2 separate regions of the Zea mays genome follow, and region 2 is linked to region 1. The links are chromatin contacts, called in public Hi-C maps. All regions are on one chromosome and are shown on one strand. Each heading gives the region's core, a stretch centred on a gene start, on an enhancer-like site or on the middle of the called end of the contact. The rest is flanking DNA. Distances are from core to core; before and after follow the strand shown.

Region 1 (5,419 bases), core at 2,780-5,279:
TCCCAGGAATTCCCGGGGCGCACGTATGTGCCCTGGAAATTTCCAGCGAAGGCTTGGACCAAGTCGTCCCAATTGGAGATCTGCCCCGGAGGCAGGTGCTCCAACCAGGCGCGAGCAGTGTCGGAGAGGAACAGGGGGAGGTTACGGATGATGAGGTTGTCGTCGTCCGTTCCACCCAGTTGGCAGGCAAGGCGGTAGTCCGCGAGCCACAGTTCCGGTCTCGTTTCCCCCGAGTACTTCGTGATAGTAGTCGGGGGTCGGAACCGGGTCGGGAATGGCGCCCGTCGGATGGCCCGACTGAAGGCCTGCGGACCGGGTGGTTCGGGCGAGGGACTCCGATCCTCCCCGCTGTCGTAGCGCCCCCCACGCCTGGGGTGGTAGCCTCGGCGCACCCTTTCGTCGAGGTGAGCCCGACGGTCGCGTCGATGGTGCTCGTTGCCGAGGTGGCCCGAGGCCGCAGGCGCGGTGTTGCGCGTGCGCCCGGTGTAGACCGAGGCTTCCCGCATGAATCGGGAAGTCGCGGCATGAGGTTCCGAGGGATATCCTTGCCTTCGGGATGCAGTGCTCTCGGCCCGCCGGGCCGCAGCGCCTTCCAGGAGATTCTTGAGTTCTCCCTGGATTCGCCGACCCTCGGTGGTTGACGGCTCCGGCATCGCGCGGATGAGCATTGCTGCGGTTGCCAGGTTCTGACCAACCCCGCTGGATGCGGGCGGCGGCCTGATCCTGACATCGTTGGCGACGCGGTGCTGGAGACCTTGGGGCAGATGACGTATTTCTCCGGCCAGGGGTTGGCCCACCCATGCCTGTCCGACGTCCCGACGGATCGGCTCAAGCGCTCCTGTTCCCTCGTTGAGCCTGGCCTGCGCCTCGCGGACTTGCTCGAGTTGTGGGTCGTAACCCCCCGCCGGAGCGGGGACCACAGCTAGCTCCCGTGGGATGTCGGCGCGAGGCACCGGCCTAGGGAGATCACCGTCCTCCGGCATGCCAAGATGGTTGCCTTCGGAGGGATCCCCTAGCTCGATGTGGAAACATTCGCGGCTTGGGCCGCAGCTCTCGTCGCCAAGGCTGCGGCTTCCATCGGAACAGTCGGATAGGCAGTAGTCACATGCGGTCATGAAGTCCCGCACGGCACTGGGGTTACCAAGTCCGGAGAAATCCCAACCGATGCTGGGATCGTCATCTTCCTCGGACCCAGAGGGCCCATAGGTCGAGACGTCCGTCAGTCGGTCCCAAGGCGACCGCATACAGAACCTCAGTGGGGTTGCATTCGCCTCAATGAGAGCTCCCGCCAAAACGAGGTCGTTTGGCGGGTTGAGGCCGAGTCGAAATGACGCAAGATGGGAGTTAGTCGGTACCTTTTGGTCGACGAGGAGCGACGTAGTCACATCGGGGACTGGTTGCACCGTCATCTCTGGTTCGAGGGCGACGTCCTGCAGGCTTTCCGCGAGCGCGCCGGCGTCGTCTTCTTGCTCGGGGTCAGCGTGCCGCGGGGGGACGGCGCTTGCCTCCGTCTTGAACGCGAGGTCGACGTCCGGCGTGCCTTCCGTCGGGGCGTCGGGGGCGTCGATTCGCTCGACGGCCGACGAAGCGCGGCCTCCCACCTGGCCTTGACGGCCCCGCCTCCTCCTCCGTTGGCGGGGGAGAGAACGGAGCGAGCCCGAATGTTGCCCTTCCACCACGCGGGGAAGACGTCGTCGATTCCGCCGCCGGCGGGCGGGTTGTCGGCCGCCATTATCGTAGTCGCGCGGCGGTGGAAGAAGTATCATGTCGTAGCTGCCGTCGAAGGACATGAACTCCAGAGTCCCGAAACGAAGCACCGTCCCGGGCCGGAGAGGTTGCTGGAGACTGCCCATCTGGAGCTTGACGGGGAGCTGTTCGTCAGCACGCAGCAGGCCCCTACCTGGCGCGCCAACTGTCGGCGTTTCGAGACAGGGGGGTCCCTAAGCCGACGAGTGAGTGTGCTGCGTGCCCCAGCCCAGATGGGTCGAGCGCGTGGGCGAGCGCGAAGGGGGGAGAGGCGAGGTGGCCGGAGTCGAGCGTGAGAGAGGTGGAAGTCCCGCGGCCTTCGTGTTCGTCCCGCGCCCAGGTCAGGTGCGCTTGCAGTAGGGGGGTTACAAGCGTCCACGCGGGTGAGGGAAGCGAGCGGCCCCAAGAGAGCGCCTGTCCCGTCCTCGGTCCCGCGCGGCCAACCTTCTCTGAGAAGGCCCTGGTCCTCCCTTTTATAGTCGTAAGGAGAGGATCCAGGTGTACAATGGGGGGTGTAGCAGAGTGCTACGTGTCTAGCGGAGGGAGAGCTAGCGCCCTAGGTACATGCCAATGTGGCAGCCGGAGAGATCTGGGCACCCTGCTGGCGTGATGTCGTGGCTGTCGGAGGTGCGGCGGAGCCTGGCGGAGGGACAGCTGTTGGAGCGGTCGAGTCCCTGCTGACGTCGTCCTGCTTCCGTAAGAGAGCTGGGGGCCGCCGTCGTCATAGAGCTTGTGGAGCGCCATCATTGCCCCTCCGGCGGAGCTGGCCGGATGAGACGCCGGTCTTGTTCTCCGTGACCCGAGTCGATTCGGGGTAGGATGATGATGGCGCTTCCTGTTGACGTGGCGGTCTGTGCCCTAGGCAGGGCGACGTGGGGGTTCCTCCGAAGCCGAGGTTGAGTCTGCCTTCCGTTGCCGTGGCCGAGCCCGAGCCAAGGGGTCGGGCGAGGCGGAAGTCGTTCGGCCGAGGCCAGGGCGGAGTCCGAGCCCTGGGGTCGGGCGAAGCGGAGTTTCGTCGTCTTCCGGGTGTTAGCCCGAGTCCGAGCCCTGGGGTCGGACGGAGCGGAGTTTCGTCGTCTTCCGGGTGTTAGCCCGAGTCCGAGCCCTGGGGTCGGGCGGAGCGGAGTTCGCCGTCTTCCGGGTCTTAGCCCGAGTCCGAGCCCTGGGGTCGGGCGGAGCGGAGTTCGCCGTCTTCCGGGTCTTAGCCCGAGTCCGAGCCCTGGGGTCGGGCGGAGCGGAGTTCGCCGTCTTCCGGGTCTTAGCCCGAGTCCGAGCCCTGGGGTCGGGCGGAGCGGAGTTCGCCGTCTTCCGGGTCTTAGCCCGAGTCCGAGCCCTGGGGTCGGGCGGAGCGGAGTTCGCCGTGGCGCCTTTGGCAAGGCTTGACTGCCTGTCAGACTCACTCTGTCGAGTGGCACTGCAGTCGGAGTGGCGCAGGCGGCGCTGTCCTTCTGTCAGACTGGCCAGTGGAGCGGTGGAGTGACGGCGGTCACTTCGGCTCTGCCGGGGGCGCGTGTCAGGATAAAGGTGTCAGGCCACCTTTGCGTTAAATGCCCCTGCAATTTGGTCAGTCGGTGTGGCGATTTAGTCAAGGTTGCTTCTGAGCGAAGCCAAGGCCTCGGACGAGCCGGTGATGTGTCCGCCATAAAAAGGGGGCCTCGGGCGAGACGGAAGTCTCTCGAGGTCGGCTGCCCTTGGCCGAGGCTAGGCTCGGGTGAAGCGTGATCGAGTCACTCGTGTGGACTGATCCCTGACTTAATCGTACCCATCAGGCCTTTGCAGCTTTATGCTGATGGGGGTTACCAGCTGAGAATTAGGCGTCTTGAGGGTACCCCTAATTATGGTCCCCGACATATATATATATATATATATATATATATATATATATATATATATATATATATATATATATATATATATATATATATATATATATCAATTTATGAGACATAAAATCTAAAATTCTAAACTAGCAAATATCATTAACATACATAATAGTTTAGAAGAATATCTAAACTACCAAATATACTTAAGACATATGATGGTCTATAAAACAGAAAGTTAAACTTCTAATTACACTGTAGTACGACACAATATCTATACCAACAATATATTTCAATAAAATTTTAGAAGTTTCGATTTCTTTTTAGGACGGAAAGTACTATCTTTTTTCTCATCGTGTACGAGAAAAAAGGTCCAAAAGTCAGGAGTGAACTGTCGTTTGTACTGCCTTCGAATGGCATGCAGTGCAGCATACAGCAGTGTACCGTGTGACGCTGTGGATATCTGACCCACTCTCGTCGCACGCAACGCAAGTAGCAAAGCAGGACCCATCCTCTCCCATCTCTCGGTCTCCCCATCCCAACCCGCCGCCGCCGCCGCCGCTTCTCCCGTCTCCAGCGCCCACAGCGCCATTGTATCCGCGGGGCGAGCTGAGTCACCAAGCTGGTCTAGGGCCCATCCATTTGGAACCCTCGCGAGAAGCAAAGCGGACGGAGCGCCAGCGTTCTTAGATCGATTGCTCGCCAGGCTGTTGGCGAGGAGTCGTCAACCCTCACGGCAGCCATGTCTGTGGAGCTCATCCTGTGGCTTTTCTCCTTCGTCTCCGTCATGGTCCTCATCGGCCTCACCGCATACCAGGCAAGCCTAACAACCCTGTTGCATCTATTAATTGTTCACCCTGTGACGGCGAGTGCGGTCCAAATCTTTTTTTTTTGAAGTTAGAGTGTGGTCCAAATCTTGCGCGCAATCGGCGAAGCTCTGCCCGCTTTCGGCCTAAGGCTGCCGTGATTTTGTGGGGATTTGATGCGGAGTTTAGTCAATGGTGTTCTTCTCGTCATTCATTCGGCGGAGGATGGTGACGAGATAAACTCCCGGATTTTCTTTCTTTTTCCAGAGAAAATATATTTTTCCTGTCGACTTCTAGCTCCTAGATTCTGTTATAAAATTGCAAAAAGAAATCGTCTTTGTAAATCTTGATTTTTTTCTCTATAAGGCGGTATCTTGTTCATGCTGCTACTGCCTTTTTTTCTGTTTGGAATGTTAGTTCCACCTGCTAGGACTTGATTGATGTAATCATACATCTCATGACTGTATTCCTTTACTTGGTGTCAAACCAGCTTGTCATCTGTGGCAGTTGAGTCATCACCACTTATAGTGTCTAAAGCTCTCAACATGATTGATCAGTGACTTCAGCCTCACCAGATCAGAAATAAAGCCTAACCATGATGGCAGTTGGCAGCAAAACAGCTCATATTTAGGGCCTGTTTGGATGAGCTAGTGGTAGTTATTAATTGGTCTAAAAATTAGCTCAAATTAAAGTTTGGCTAGCTAGTTGGCTAACAACTGGTTGAAGGCTTGACTAAAAATCAGCCTGTTTATTAGCCCTCCTATTTGGATACACTAAAGCTAATTTTAGCTCATTTTAGGTAGCTAATAATTAGCTGTTGTATCCAAAAAGGGCCCTCAATATTGATACACGACTTGTAGTGTTTATAAGTAAATTTAGTCATTTATGGACTGATTTGCCTGGCCTCTTGTTACCTGATCCAGTCTTGCTGATTTATTCAACTGATTTTTTTCTTTCTGCTTTTATACCAGCTTATCTGTCTGTCAGATTTGGAGTATGATTATATCAACCCATATGATTCATCGTCTCGCATCAACGCTGTGGTGC
Region 2 (4,936 bases), core at 1,651-4,150, 200 kb after region 1:
CTCTAAATCACGTCCTCTATGCTCAAATATCTATATTAGAGACATTTTTTATTTTTATTTTTTGTACATACGTATTTGTCATACTCTCAAATGTATTGTACATATTTTAGTTTTACTAAACCGGTTATTTAAAGTATTCAAATGGATAGATGATCGTTTAGAGAAACTATATATATACAGAATTCAGCAGCGTCCTCTAAATTTAGAGGACCGTTTAGAGGACATTGCTGGATAGCGTAGAGGACCATTTGATCCTCTATATTTTAGAGTACATAACCTTTTAGAGTTTCTTGCTGGAGCTAGCCTTGTATCGGAGACCGAATGAAATCCATGAAAACAATAGAGAGCCAACTAGCTAATGGCATCTTCTTGAGGGCCAAGGTTGCAACGCTATCGAGATGGGCCAACTAGCTAATGGCATGCATGCGCACTGAAGGGGACGACTGGGCTGAACTCGTGAAATATATATGATGCATGGGGCTGAGAATGCATTGATAATAATTGATGGACGCATGCACACCGGACGGTGGCATATATTTTTGCGTGTAAGTGTAACACGAGACGACAAAGTGAGTAGCTATAGCCAGGGCCAGGGGTCGGACATAAAACGTTTCAACGTTTTATAAAGAAGAACGTATCCACAGTACAAATTATTTTCACTAAATCCACTATAGAATATATTTGTTGATATTGCATAAATTTGATATTGTAATTATTAATATACTTTCTAGATCCTCTATAAAAACTTCTGAAAGTAGTATAAAAAGCATAATGACCTATATTTTTGAACGGAGTAAATACCAACCTATTATATTATATTAATCATATATATGCACCGTCCTGCAGTACTATAGTACCTAGTACGCGGGCGTTTATATTGTTGCCATTGCATTGTCTCACTACTCTCATGCACGTTTATATCAATTGGTGGACAAGTTGAGCAATGCCCGATGCATCGTCTCTTTTCATGGTCGAACCTCAAGTAGCACATCTTCGTGGCCAGTTGTCCCCCCTGCTACCAATCCCAAAGCTAATTGTGCCAAATACCTGAGTTTGTTACCACCACTGGCACTTCCTTCGCTCAGCAGTCCATCTCCATCGATTTTGTGGAAGCTCTACAAATGTCCGAGCGTACAATCATGTTCTGATGGTTGTGGATAGATTCTCTAATTTTACTTAATTCCTGTCACTTAACGTGGTCGCCAGCAGGTTATCCATCCTATCTCTTATCCTATCTTCTATTTTAAACTTCACTATATAAACTGTGAAGTCTACAGTGCAAAACAGTGTTTTGCACGACCATTTGTACGATCTATTGGAGACAGTCTAAGCATCTATTCGTTGCTTTTGGAGTGGCACAATCGTTCATGCAACAAGTTTACAGACTTTATGGGCTTCCTGACTCCATTGTCTCGGACTGTGACAAGATATTTCTCACCAAATTATGCCAGGAATTGTTCAAGCTAGCTGGTGCCACTCTAAAGATGAGATCGTATTACCTTCCGCGGACTGATGCACAATCCATAGGCCGACACAAAAATAGAGCGGGTTAGGTGGAGTTTGGATCCACGTAACTAAAAGGTGTGTTTGGTTGAGTAGATGAGAATGGAGTGGTTCTATTCCTATTTTCTAGATGCTTAGTTTCCAACAAAAGATAAGCGAGGTGGCTCCTGGAGTCTTAATATGAAAATTTACCATAAATAGTATCTGCGCTCATCTCTCTCCTCCTCTCTACACTCATATGACTCCCTAATCAAACAAAGAACGGAGTATCTGCGCTCTATTCTACTATTCAACTAAACAAAAAATGAAGCGGCTCTGTTCTACTTGCCAAACGCAGAATAGAATTGCTATATTCTCAAAAGCTAGAATGAAGTCGTTCCATTCTAGTTAACTCTACAACCAAACACACCCTTAGTCCCGTCATATCTAATGTTTAGATGTTAGTTATAAGTATTAAATATAACCTAGTTACAAAATTAATTACATAGATAAGGGCTAAGTGACAAGACAAACCTATTAATCCTAATTAATCCATGAATCACCCATGTGATGTTACTTACCGTAAATATTTGGTAACCATAAATTAATTAGGGTTAATAAATTCATCTCGCCGTTAAATCTTCATATGTATGATTAGTTTTGTCATTAAACTATGTATAATACTCGTAACTATCATTGTAATATCCACGGTGACATGGACTAAACTTTTGTTAGGGGGAAAGCTGCTCCGTAGAAATGGTACCATTGGCTGTAGTTGGCGGAATTCTGGTGCAATTCTAGTAATCTAGTTGGCATTCAGCTCCCAAATCGTTTCCCGTTTGAGGCTCTTTTTGGTGCCCGTTCGTATGCTGCTTGTCCTTCGCTGGCAGGCTGGCACTCGCGGACTGCTTGAGGAGAAGCACAGGCCGGTGATGCAGAACTTGATTCAGCAGCATCTCTTGCGAGCTCTTTGAGTCAATGAAAAACTTGCTTTGAAGTTGTTTGAGTCGTTTCAAATTCAGTCTCGCATTGGACCGGTCACTTACAATACAAGCTCGAACTGCCCAAACACTCTCAGGTCCATCCGGTTTTCCATGTCTCCCAGCAGCAAGCTATTCATTCCCGTGTCTCAGAACTGTTGCCGAATTGCCCTACATCATTGGATGGCCACGAAATTAATTCCAGAACAGGAATTGCAGCATCGTGTATTTGCATGAGGCAACAGTGTCTCCTTGCAGGGTTTGATAAAGTGGTCGGGGCGTCTGCCGCGTTCCTAGGCGACATGGGAGGATTTGGAGGCGTTGCCATGCTGCTTTCCCAAGGCACCCTGGTGCTTCAGGGCAAGCAGGATGGATATAAAGGGGGAGAGACCGTTGTCCTGGGCCAGACCTCTGTAGACGGAACACCAGAAGTAAATGGGCTGGACACTGAAGCCCATCGGGTAACAGCACTTGGCCCAAGAGTTCCAGGCATCAGTGGGCTTGTAGAGAGTGATCCCAGGAAGTACGACTTGTGATGAAAGAGAACAATGTATTGAACAACCGAATTCCTACCTGTTCTGCCCTCCTATCTTCATATCTTGCTTGCATGCGTTTCCTCCTTCCATATTGAATATGACCTGAATTCTGTTGTGATAATTAGTTGATTTGTTTCCGTATTGCAGCGAGATATTTTATAAGTCACATGGAAAGAGAGATGATTTAATGTATTTTCAACTCTCCTTGTATATTTACTTTATTTGCTAACAAGTGACACCAGAGCTAGACATGAGTTGGAAAAAAAAAATCTAGCGTTTTGATTGACATGCATATTCATCGTTCCATCACATGTGTTTGCAAATGGTGTTGTCGAGAGATAGAGTTAATTTCGGAAGATACATGCATATTCTGTCGATCCCATATCTATATCTTGTAAGTCACATTGGAAGAGACATGGCTCGTTATATTGTTTGATCCATATTTGGATTATTCCCTAACACTCAAATCAAACTTCTAGTCTCTTAGCAGATTATGGCATGTCTTATCTTTGACACATCGTCGCAGCTAACACCTTTATGTTTCTATTATTTGCAAGGATTGATTCTTCTACTAACTAACTAACTAACTAATGAAGAGAAACTTCAAAGTTGATCTAGTACTAGCTGTGAATAATGCCTTGTGTCGGTCTGCCCAAACTTCCCCGTCTTAAAAATCGGACAGGATGTGTGTTGCTGCAGAGCATGGACCAGGACTGCATCCACATCCACGACAATCCGCTGTCGCAACTGACGTCACCAAAGTAGCCAAGCCACGTGAGAAGTGCCTTGACGTCTGTGCTCACCCGGCGCAAGTGGCCAGTAAAAACAAGTACAGTCAGACGAAAGATGATTGCACGAATAATCTTCAGACAAGATCTGGAGTGGGCCGATCGGGTCTGCCATTAGTGCATCCAGGGGGGCCCCACCCATCAAAGCACCTGGATCTGCCTGCCTGTAACTCTCTGCTGCCCACTGGACTGGACCAACAAAGACTTCTCTTGCGTAGTCTTGCAAAATACAAATGAATCCCCTCCCATACTGAAAAGAGAGATGATGTTGAGGATAGAACTGCGACGAGAACGCTGGTTCATCCTGAGCTCTCAATAATATAAATGGACCACATGCATTTTGGGTGTCAAGCCCACAAGCACTCTGTTGGTGTCAATCTGGACGCCAATCACTGTAAGGTATATGGATGGCAGTGTTCTCTGCGACAACACAGACGGTCCGTGGTCTAGAGTCGGACGATCCACGACATGAGGCAGGAGCGGGATCTTCTCAGTGCGGAAGCCGGACGGTCCGCTTTTGGTAGTGGAACGGTCCGCGTGTGCGCAGAATCGACGACATTCACCAACGACATCTGGATCTAATCCCATTAGTGAAGAGAGATTCTAGGGTTTGTTTTGTTATCGGCAGGTTACACAAGACGACTTACAGCTACAAAATGGACCACATGCATTTTGGGTGTCAAGCCCACAAGGACTGTTGTGTTCTAATCTGAATCGATTCAGTGCAGAGTGACGTGATGTCGAGTATAAATTATACGGATTAGTTCGTAAAGCACTAGCAATAGGCTTTGCTGAAAAATAAACATATCACAGTGGAGGTCCTGCCACAAAAGGGTGTTTGTTCCAATAGGTATCCAGCGCGGACAGCACCGAATTAGTCTTGGAATTTATGCGTATCCATTTCTCCGTGTAGCACTCATTGGAAAGATTGATTCAGTAGTGATGTGACCTACGTATATCTTGGGTGAGTACAAACTGGTAAAAAGTATACGAATTTTTCAAAACATATTAACCGGTGAGTTCAAAGATATTTTGTACTGCATTTTTTAGATCATAGTTTCTCTTTGTTATGCACATTTTGGTTCGCAACAAAAACTGAATTTCTAGGTGAGCTAGGAATTTTCTAAGTACTAGTTTGGAAATTTCATTT

What was found. Hi-C and Micro-C count contacts between places; a contact is called where the count stands out from the background.
Region 2: a Hi-C map of tassel shows a contact between it and region 1, with 2.5 times the contacts expected there. The contact joins the enhancer-like site here to the promoter of LOC100282018 in region 1. A contact is called at or near these places in 2 of 25 Hi-C or Micro-C datasets (ear and tassel).

What each region holds. Positions count from the first base shown.
Region 1 is chr6:25,408,874-25,414,292 of Zm-B73-REFERENCE-NAM-5.0, forward strand. LOC100282018 reads left to right here and starts at 4,030. Exons shown (of 5, transcript NM_001371814.1): 1 at 4,030-4,383; 2 at 5,344-5,419. The coding sequence starts at 4,309.
Region 2 is chr6:25,606,716-25,611,651 of Zm-B73-REFERENCE-NAM-5.0, forward strand. No RefSeq gene overlaps it. Among protein-coding and RNA genes, the nearest start is that of LOC100277767, 110 kb to the left of the region's middle. Within about 2 kb of position 2,901, at least 16 of the 20 cell types and tissues checked have an H3K27ac peak or open chromatin away from gene starts, as enhancers often do. A contact at or near this core is called in ear and tassel, where this site is marked.